2 separate regions of the Capra hircus genome follow, and region 1 is linked to region 2. A link is a contact called in public Hi-C data. All regions are on one chromosome and are shown on one strand. The core of a region is the stretch at or near the end of the contact, and the rest is flanking DNA. Distances in the headings are between cores, read along the strand shown.

What was found. A called contact is a pair of places that touch in the nucleus more often than the background predicts.
Region 1: a Hi-C map of blood shows a contact between it and region 2, with 4 times the contacts expected there. The contact joins two enhancer-like sites. A contact is called at or near these places in 2 of 5 Hi-C or Micro-C datasets (both in blood).

The regions. Positions count from the first base shown.
Region 1 is chr17:10,489,350-10,493,454 of ARS1.2, forward strand. The region is part of intron 21 of RBM19 (probable RNA-binding protein 19); the gene reads right to left. Among named protein-coding and RNA genes, the nearest start is that of RBM19, 43 kb to the right of the region's middle. Within about 2 kb of position 2,667, at least 1 of the 5 cell types and tissues checked has an H3K27ac peak or open chromatin away from gene starts, as enhancers often do.
Region 2 is chr17:10,163,439-10,167,469 of ARS1.2, forward strand. LHX5 (LIM/homeobox protein Lhx5) reads right to left here. Exons shown (of 5, transcript XM_018061183.1): 5 at 1,319-2,167. The coding sequence ends at 1,800. Among named protein-coding and RNA genes, the nearest start is that of LHX5, 8.6 kb to the right of the region's middle. Within about 2 kb of position 1,958, at least 1 of the 5 cell types and tissues checked has an H3K27ac peak or open chromatin away from gene starts, as enhancers often do.

The DNA of each region.
Region 1 (4,105 bases), core at 1,417-3,916, 330 kb after region 2:
CTCTGGCCCCTGCTGCGTGTGCTCTGTCATGGGCGAGGAAGTGGTGGGTGTGCGGAGTGGGGCTCACCCTCCCTTGGACCACCTGCCCCCAGACCATCCAGTTTGCTGCTGAGGACCGAAACACAGGCGTCATCCTTGACTCCCGTTTGCATCGTAGTCTTCATTAAAGCCATCAGCATGACTCTGAAAGCGCACCCCCATACACATCTGGCACCCCACTTCCACGGCTGACACCTGGTCCCAGCCCCTGTCCCCTCTAGGCAAGCCGACTACAGAAACCGCTCGAGTCTCCTCACAAGATTGTTCACAGATGTAAGTCAGATCCCACCACTCCCTCTGCTCAGAACCTCCAGCTGCTGAGGAATAAAACACACAGACCTGAAGAGCACGGCGGCCGAGAACGGCCGAGGCCCTCACAAGGAACAAAGACACCGCGGAGCAAGCTATTACAAAGTCACAGTAATTAAGACTGGGGGTATTGGCACAAGGGGAGACAAATAGACCCGCGGAACAGATTAGAGAGTCCAGAAACAGCCCCTCACATACACGGTCACCTGATTTATGACAAAATCAATACTGCAGAGCAGAGGGGAAAGAATGGCCTTTGCAATAAATGATGCTGGGCCGACTGAATATCCATGTGGGGGAAAAAAATGTCCCTTGATCTCTACCTCACGCCATACACAAAAATCAATTCCAGATGGATTGCATAACTACGAAGGGTCAAAGATTTCAGAGGAAAACATAGGAGGCCGTCTTCGTGAGCTTGGAGGAGGCACCATTTTCTTAAACAGGACCCAGAAAGTTCTAACCAAGAAGGGGAAGAAATGACAAATCGACAATGTTTGAAATTAACAAACTCAGTTCATCCAGGGATACTGCTAAGCTACCCACAGAATAGGAGAGGAAGGGCATGCAATCCTACGTCCACCAAAGGACTGGAATCCAGAATATGCATAATTATGTAAAAAGTAACTAAGAAAGTAATTTAAAAAATCAGACAACCCAATTTTTAAAAAATGGGCAAAAGATTTGAATAGACATTCCACAAGGGTATATTCAAGCTGGAGTTCCAATGCTTTGGCCACCTGAAGTGAAGAGCCAACTCACAGGAAAAGACTCTGATGCTGGGAAAGATTCAAGGCAGGAGAAGAGGGAGGCAGAGGATGAGATGGTTGGATGGTGTCACCAAGTCAACGGACATGAGTGTGAGCAAACTTTGGGACATGGTGAAGGACAGGGAAGCCTGGTGCACTGCAGTCCGTGGGGTCATAGAATCAGATGTGACTTAGCAACTGAACAACAATGTAATCAAATCACCATAAAAGTATGAAAAGGGATTTGATTTCCTTAGCCATCAGGGAAGCACAAATTAAAATCATGTGATGATGCTACTATATACGCACCAGATATGCCTAAAAAGAGAAAGACAGACACTATCAAGTGTTGGCGAGGTCAGTGGGCAGCTGGAAGTGGAACCTGATAGAACTGATTTGGAAACCATCTGAGTAATGTTTACTGAAGCTGACATATGCTCACCCATGACCCAGCAACTCCACTCCGATGGGTACACCCTACAGAAAAACACGCACACGGCTACCGACATACACAAGAATGTTCCCAGGAGCATTTGTTATTCAAATAAGACAAAACACCGCAGACCACACAGTCATTGAGTCCAATTGTCCCACTCTTGTGGGGACGCTGCTAGTTCGGGAGGCCGTGTACATATAGGTGGGGCCAGGGGTACATGGGAACGGTCTAAACCTGCCTCTCAATTTGGCTGTAAACCAAAAACTGCTCATAAAAAAACGGTCCTATAACAAAGCAAGCACACAAACAAAAAAGCCCAGCAAAGTGGAGAAGCAGAGATACCCTGATGAAAAAAACGGCGTGGGTGCGGTTTGCAGAAATGGACACTGCAATTCCTTGAGCTGAGACCTCACATCCTGTCTTCAGAGGGGTCAGCAGGGCTCTAGCATTACCCGTCACGTTTGTCTTTTTTATAAGAGGGGGAAGAAAAAACTACTTTCCGTGTATTATTAAAACTAGAAGACAGAAACAAAGCCCCTTAGGGCATGCCCCGTCTTCCCGCAGGCCCCACGATCTCCTTAGTCCAGGGCTCAGCAAACTTTCCCCGTGAAGGGCCGGATGGACAGTAGTCCATAACCTTGTGGACCTTGCCTCGGTCACCTGACGCTGCTGCAGGTGAGAGCAGCTGTGGATGAAACAATGAACGGGCACGGCCAGGTCTCATCAGCGGATGCAGAGCCTTCTTCTCAGGGTCGCTCTGCAGGGAGGAGATGACAGGGGTGGGTGGAGGGGGAACCTGGGGACAGCTGTGCCCTCCTCACCCCACTCCCTTCGGAACCTGGCTGAGGGTTTTCTCCCCACCCCGCCTTCAGGACTGGTCCAGGCTGGCTCTCTCGAACCGCCTGAGCTGTTTTTTGCAGGGCTTCTTCCTGGTGAAGGGGAAGTGGCCCCAGGCATCTTCCCAGGAGTCTGTGGAGAGCAGATGACAGGGCTCGAAGCTTCTGGAAAGGTACTGCAGACCACCAGGAGTTAAACCGGCAGTGACCCCGCCCTTGGGCAAGGGGAGACAGGGGTTGGGGGGAGCGCCAGAGAGGAACTCAGCGGGCCAGCTGTGTTGGGCCTTCCCTCCACGGTCCCGGTCGCGGTCACCGTGTCACTGCAAGAGGAAATGAGGAGGCGAGGGGGCCGGGGACGGATGGACGCCGTCCACAAAGCGGGCGATGCAAGCCAAGTAATTAGGGCCTCTAGACACCTGTTGTGAACTCACCCATTCACACCCCTGGCAGGTGGTTCGCACCTCTGAGGAAGGGAAAAAACCGCTCAGATGAAAAAGCGTCCATCTGCAGCCTGGGGCCGAAGGCCCAGCCTGCCCGAGGAGGTGGCTGCATCTCTGCCACCTGACATCCTGACCTCAGGGGAGGTGAGGGAGGGGGCGTCTAGAGTGAGAGCCACCCGGCTGTGCCGCTGCAGAGCTGTGTGACCCTGGGCAAACTCCTTAACCTCTCTGCGTCTCATGCCCTGTCTTTGTCAGATCCCACAGAGGAAGGCTTTGCAGTTAAATCCAGGTGCTCAGCACACATTTACTGGGAACCATCTACAGACCAGGAGCCTGTGGCCTCCACAGTGAACCACAGACCAAACCCAGAGCCAACCCAGAGAGCAGCGGGGACGCCCACTTGACAGGAGACAGGGGTTCGATCCCTGGTCTGGGAGCGACTCTCATGCCACAGAGCAACGAAGCCCATGGGCCACAACTATGAGCCCGGTGAGCTAGAGCCCCGAAACCACAACTACTGAGCCCACGTGGCCTAGAGCTCACGCTCCACAGGAGAAGCCACCACAGCGAGAAGGCCACGCACCGCGACTCGAAAAGAGCCCTTGGCTCTCCACAATTACAGAAAAGCCAGTCAAAAATAAAATAAATAAAAAATTTTAAAAAAAGGACATACTGCAGAAAACTTCCAAGGATTTGGCACTGCTGTCAAAGACACAGGCTCTGTCTTGAGTCAGCCCTGCCTTGGGTTCCCAGCCTGAAGCCACCAGCTTTGTGCTGTTTAATAACCACAGCGAACACTGATTAACTACCCGCTCCATACCCGGCGCTGTATTAAGTGCCCCACATGCATAATCTCACTTAATCCTTTTAACAGCCCTCGAGGCAGCCACGTGGTGAGGGAGCCGGGTGCCAGCCTGAGCCTCTGACGACCCAGTGGTAGGACTCTGGGCTCCGGAGCTGGTTTCTTTACTGGAGACGATGACGACAAGCATTCTGCAGGGCTGTAAAGAGCCAAAGCACTTCAGCCCACAGTGCCTGGCGCAGAGGTCGGGCTCCAAAAGTCTGCTTCATGATAGGGATAAACACTAGTGATTATTATTGTGGCATCATTATCAAAATTCACAGCACACGTTACCAGCAGTATGAAGACTGCTATTTCATGCCGAGGGAAACTGAGGTCCAGAAAGGGGGCAACAGAGAGGGACCTGGGAAGTGCTACTCCATTTACTTTTTACTTTTTTTTTTTTTGATGTGAACCATTTAAAAATTCTCTATTGAACTTGTTACAATGTTGCT
Region 2 (4,031 bases), core at 708-3,207:
GCCTTGTTCTCCCTGCGGGCATTTCGGTCCTAACACAGCCTTGCAGCACTGGACCTACCAGCCTGCTTTTTTTTTTTTTGTCTGTGCCACTAGGCATGTGGGATCTTAGTTCTCTGACCAGGGATCGCACCTACGACCCCTGAAGTGGAGATGTGGAGTCTTAACCACTGGACTGCCTGGCAAGTCCCAACCTGCTTTTTGTCTGTTTGGTTTTGTTTTTGCCATCTGGAATTACCCAGAGGAGTAATGAGTGAAGCTCTAATTGCTCTGGTGATAAACAAGTCACACATCCATTCAGTCATCAAATATTTTGAAGGCCTACTATGTGCCAGGCTGGCTTGTGTTAGATCAGGGTATTACATAAAACTGGGGGAGATACTATTGGCACATCGTAGCTGTCAAAAAAAAAAAAAAAAATGGCAGGCATCTTCCTTACCTGTTAGTTGCCAAAAGAACCCCTCCCATCACCCTGCTAGATGAGAGGTCTTTGCATCCATCAAGTCTGTTTTATGTCAGAAACAAGAACCAGAATAGTTCCATTAATTCAGAGTGACTGAAGACAGAGGAAAAAAGGAAAGAAAAAAAAAAAAAGGAAACCACACAGCAAGGAGGGAAAAAAGAATTTTTTATTAATCTTTTTAAAAAAGTTGATTTTTTCGGTGGTTTTTTTTTACTTTTTTTTTTTTTAGGTAAACCTCTTTCTGGCTCCCCTCCCCAACTCTGCCCACCCTCCTCTTAAAAATATAAAAATGTCCAACCCCAGATAACTAGTGTACAATAAATAAACAGTAAACACAAAAACATACTTTATTTGTTTCTTCTTTATACAAAATAAGGAAACTAGAAGCGTTCAACTTCCAAAAAAGTATAATACTGTACATCCTGACCGCCCAGCCTCCAAGGACCTGGGCACGGAGGGTGGTCTGTGGCCCAGAGCCCAGAAATCTTGGCGCCTTGCCCAAGCGGGAGCCCAGGATGGGCAAGTGTTCGAATCTGGCCTGGACCCCCGGGTTCAAAATAAATGTCAAAGGAAGGAAGAGGTGGGGGTCTGGCCCTGGGCTGGCCATGTCCGGACGGTTCCCATCTCTTCCTAGAAAAGCTGACCGTGATCATCGAGGTTGACCACCAGGGGGCGCAAACGCACAGGTGGAGCTGTCTTCCAGTGACCCCCCCCCCACCCCCCAACCCTACCCGCACCCCATTCAAACCTGTTTCTCAGTCTCCATCTCTCTGCTGGCTCTCTCTCCATCTTCTAACTCATTCTGCTCCCTTTCCTCACTCCTTTCAATCTCTCTTTTTCTTATCTTTTTTTTTTTTAAAGACGGGAAAGCAGAGTGAGAAATACGATTACAAAATGCCAGTCGGATTCCAGGGAGGGGGGAAAAAAGAAACCGTCTCCATCCGTTGGCTTCAGCCCTCTCTTGGTCCAAAGAGGTGGTGTGTGGGTTGGGGGAGAGGTCGGGGGAAGCCTAGAGCGTGCTTGAAATCTCTTGACCCTTCGGAGTTAACACTTTAGTCCCAAGAAATAGCTCGCAGCTGCCGGGAGACGCTGGCAGGGGGTTCCCGGAGAGGCCGCGGTGAGAGGATGGAGATGGGGGGCGGGGTCGGTCCTCCTCCTTCGCGCCCAGCCGAGAAGCAGCTGCCGGTTGAGTTCGGACTCGGGAGAGAGCGAGCTGTGTCCACGCTGGGCGTTTTGGTTTAGGGAGGCTGCGTCCGGGGTGAAGTCGGGGGGTGGGGGCGGGGGCCGGCCGGGCGGGTCCCCGGGGCCAAGCGCGGGGGGGTGGCCCGGCCCGGTGGCCTTACCATACGGCAGCCTCGTTGAGCTCAGGGTTGGGGTGCGACAGGGGTCCGCTGTAGCCGCTGGTGCCGCTCATGGGGAAGGGGGGGCTAGGGCCGCCGCTGAACACCTCGCCCGGCATGGGGTGCAGCGAGCCGGGCAGGCCCGGCTCCGGGCTCGGCGTGTCCGGGTGCGAGATCATGTCGGTGAACCTGGGGTTGTCGGCGGCGTGCGGGCCGGCGATCGGCGGCTCCAGCGCGCCCAGCGGCGTTGAGCCGGGCCCCGAGGCGGCCAGAAAGCTCGAATCGGCCGGGGACTGCGCCTGCGACGGCGGGCCGTGCGCGAAGAAGTCATAGTTGCCTCCCGGCGCGTAGTAGTCTCCTTGGTAGTCTGCGGAGGGGACAGGGCGGCAGAGGGGAGAGTGAGAGGCGGGGAGGTCGCTGAGGAAAGACTCACGGGGCCTGGGGGAGGAGATCCGGGGGAGGGGACCCAGGGAGCCCAAGGGCAGAGAGGTGCAGATGCGGCTGGGGCTGGCGGGACAGGACGTTCACGGGGACCACGCCCGTGGAGAGGCAGGCCAGAGGGCGGAAGACCAGACTTCGAGTTCGTGCTGGGGAGACAGACAACCAGTGAGACGCAAAGGCTACAGCCTCAGGAGCTGGGAGAGACTCAGGGACGATGAAGGACACACACCTTTCAACATCAGAGGTTCCCTGATACAGAGACGGAGAGACAGAGGTCACGGGGGAAGCGCAACAGACAGAGGATTCCAGACAGTGCCTTAGAGCTGGCTAGAGAGCGAGAGGCACTGGACAATACCAGATAAAGAGGCAGGGAGAGATCGGTAGGACAGCACGCGAGTAGACACCCCAGACCCAGAGTCCGTGGGGAGGCAAGAAGAGAGATTCAGTCACTGAACCCACGGCTGAGGTTATTCAAGTTAAACAGAGATAGTGCAGGAGCCGGAAAGGGAAAGCTGAGGCGGCTGTGTGGTTAGAGACGCAGAAAAAAACCCGGGGAGAGACCCAGGAACAAGATGGAAGGTGGGGAGAGACAGAGGCGTCCAGGGACGCGAAAGATGAGTCAGACAGAGGGCCAGAGACCCGGGGGCTGAGAGACCCAGGAGCTGAGAGACCCGGGAGAGGAGCAGGGCAGGGAGGCAGAGACGGCGGAAAGAGAACTGAAGGTGAAATGGTTGCGATGCGGCGTCGACCCAGCCTGCGAGAAGCGCAGCCGGAGCACAGTGGCGCTGGCGAGTTCGGCCCCGGCCGCCGAAACTTGGCCGCGGACCATGCCAGGCGGCCTCAGAGCCCTCCCTTTCCCCGCGCTGCACCCCCTCGGGGCTCCGATCGGTTGCCTCGGCCTCACCTGGCCAGGAATGGAAAAAGCTCAGCCCCAGAGATTTGGAGAGGCGGGGGTGGGTGGGTGGGGGGGGGACGATAAAAAAAACACTCGCCGGGCCAAGTCTAGAGATCCCTGCGCCTTGGGGTAAAGCTGTATCCGCCGGGGTGGGGTTGCCAAGACTCCCAAAGTTTTGGGGCATTTTGGGGACATTCAGCCCTTTTACCAATCTGGTGATAGCTATTGGTTCTCTCGGCGGAAAAATGCACAAATTCGAATTTTGCCGACAAATTCGGGGAGCGCAGTGACTCCAGATTACACGCCCGCCCATTTCTCGACAAAGTGTTTCTGAGTCAATTCCGTGACCTCCTCCTAAAGCCCCCTTCCCTAAACCCTTTCGAACAGAGGACAGAGCCTCTTTCCCTCCACCTCGGGTTGTCCCCTGAAAGACTGGGGCGTGGGACCCCACGAAAGGAGCACCCTTGACAATAACCCGCTTTGGGCGGAGGGAAAACCAGCGCGTCCGTAAGCCGAAGTCTCTTCAGCAAACCCACGCCTCCTGTTTAGGGCCGGGGTCTGTCGCCGGGGCGAGTGCTGGACTCCCCCTGCTGCCCCCTTCCCTCCCCAAACCCTCCTTGACATCAGTCCAAACGGGGAGTGTCTGGAGGCGGGCTTGGAGACGGTTTAGGCAACAGCCAAAACGGTCGCCAATTACTTTTTAAAAACCGCTCATTCCATTCTCCCCGTAAGTGAAGAGAAAGGTTGGAAGCGGCGAATTTGGGGCCCCTAAGGGACGGCGATGGGGGACGGCCACGGTCCGTAGCGAGCCGGCTAGCCAGCGAGGGCCTCGGCCCCCGCGCGGAGCGCGCCGCCTCCGCCCATATGGCGGCCGAGCCGGAGGTAATTGGAACAA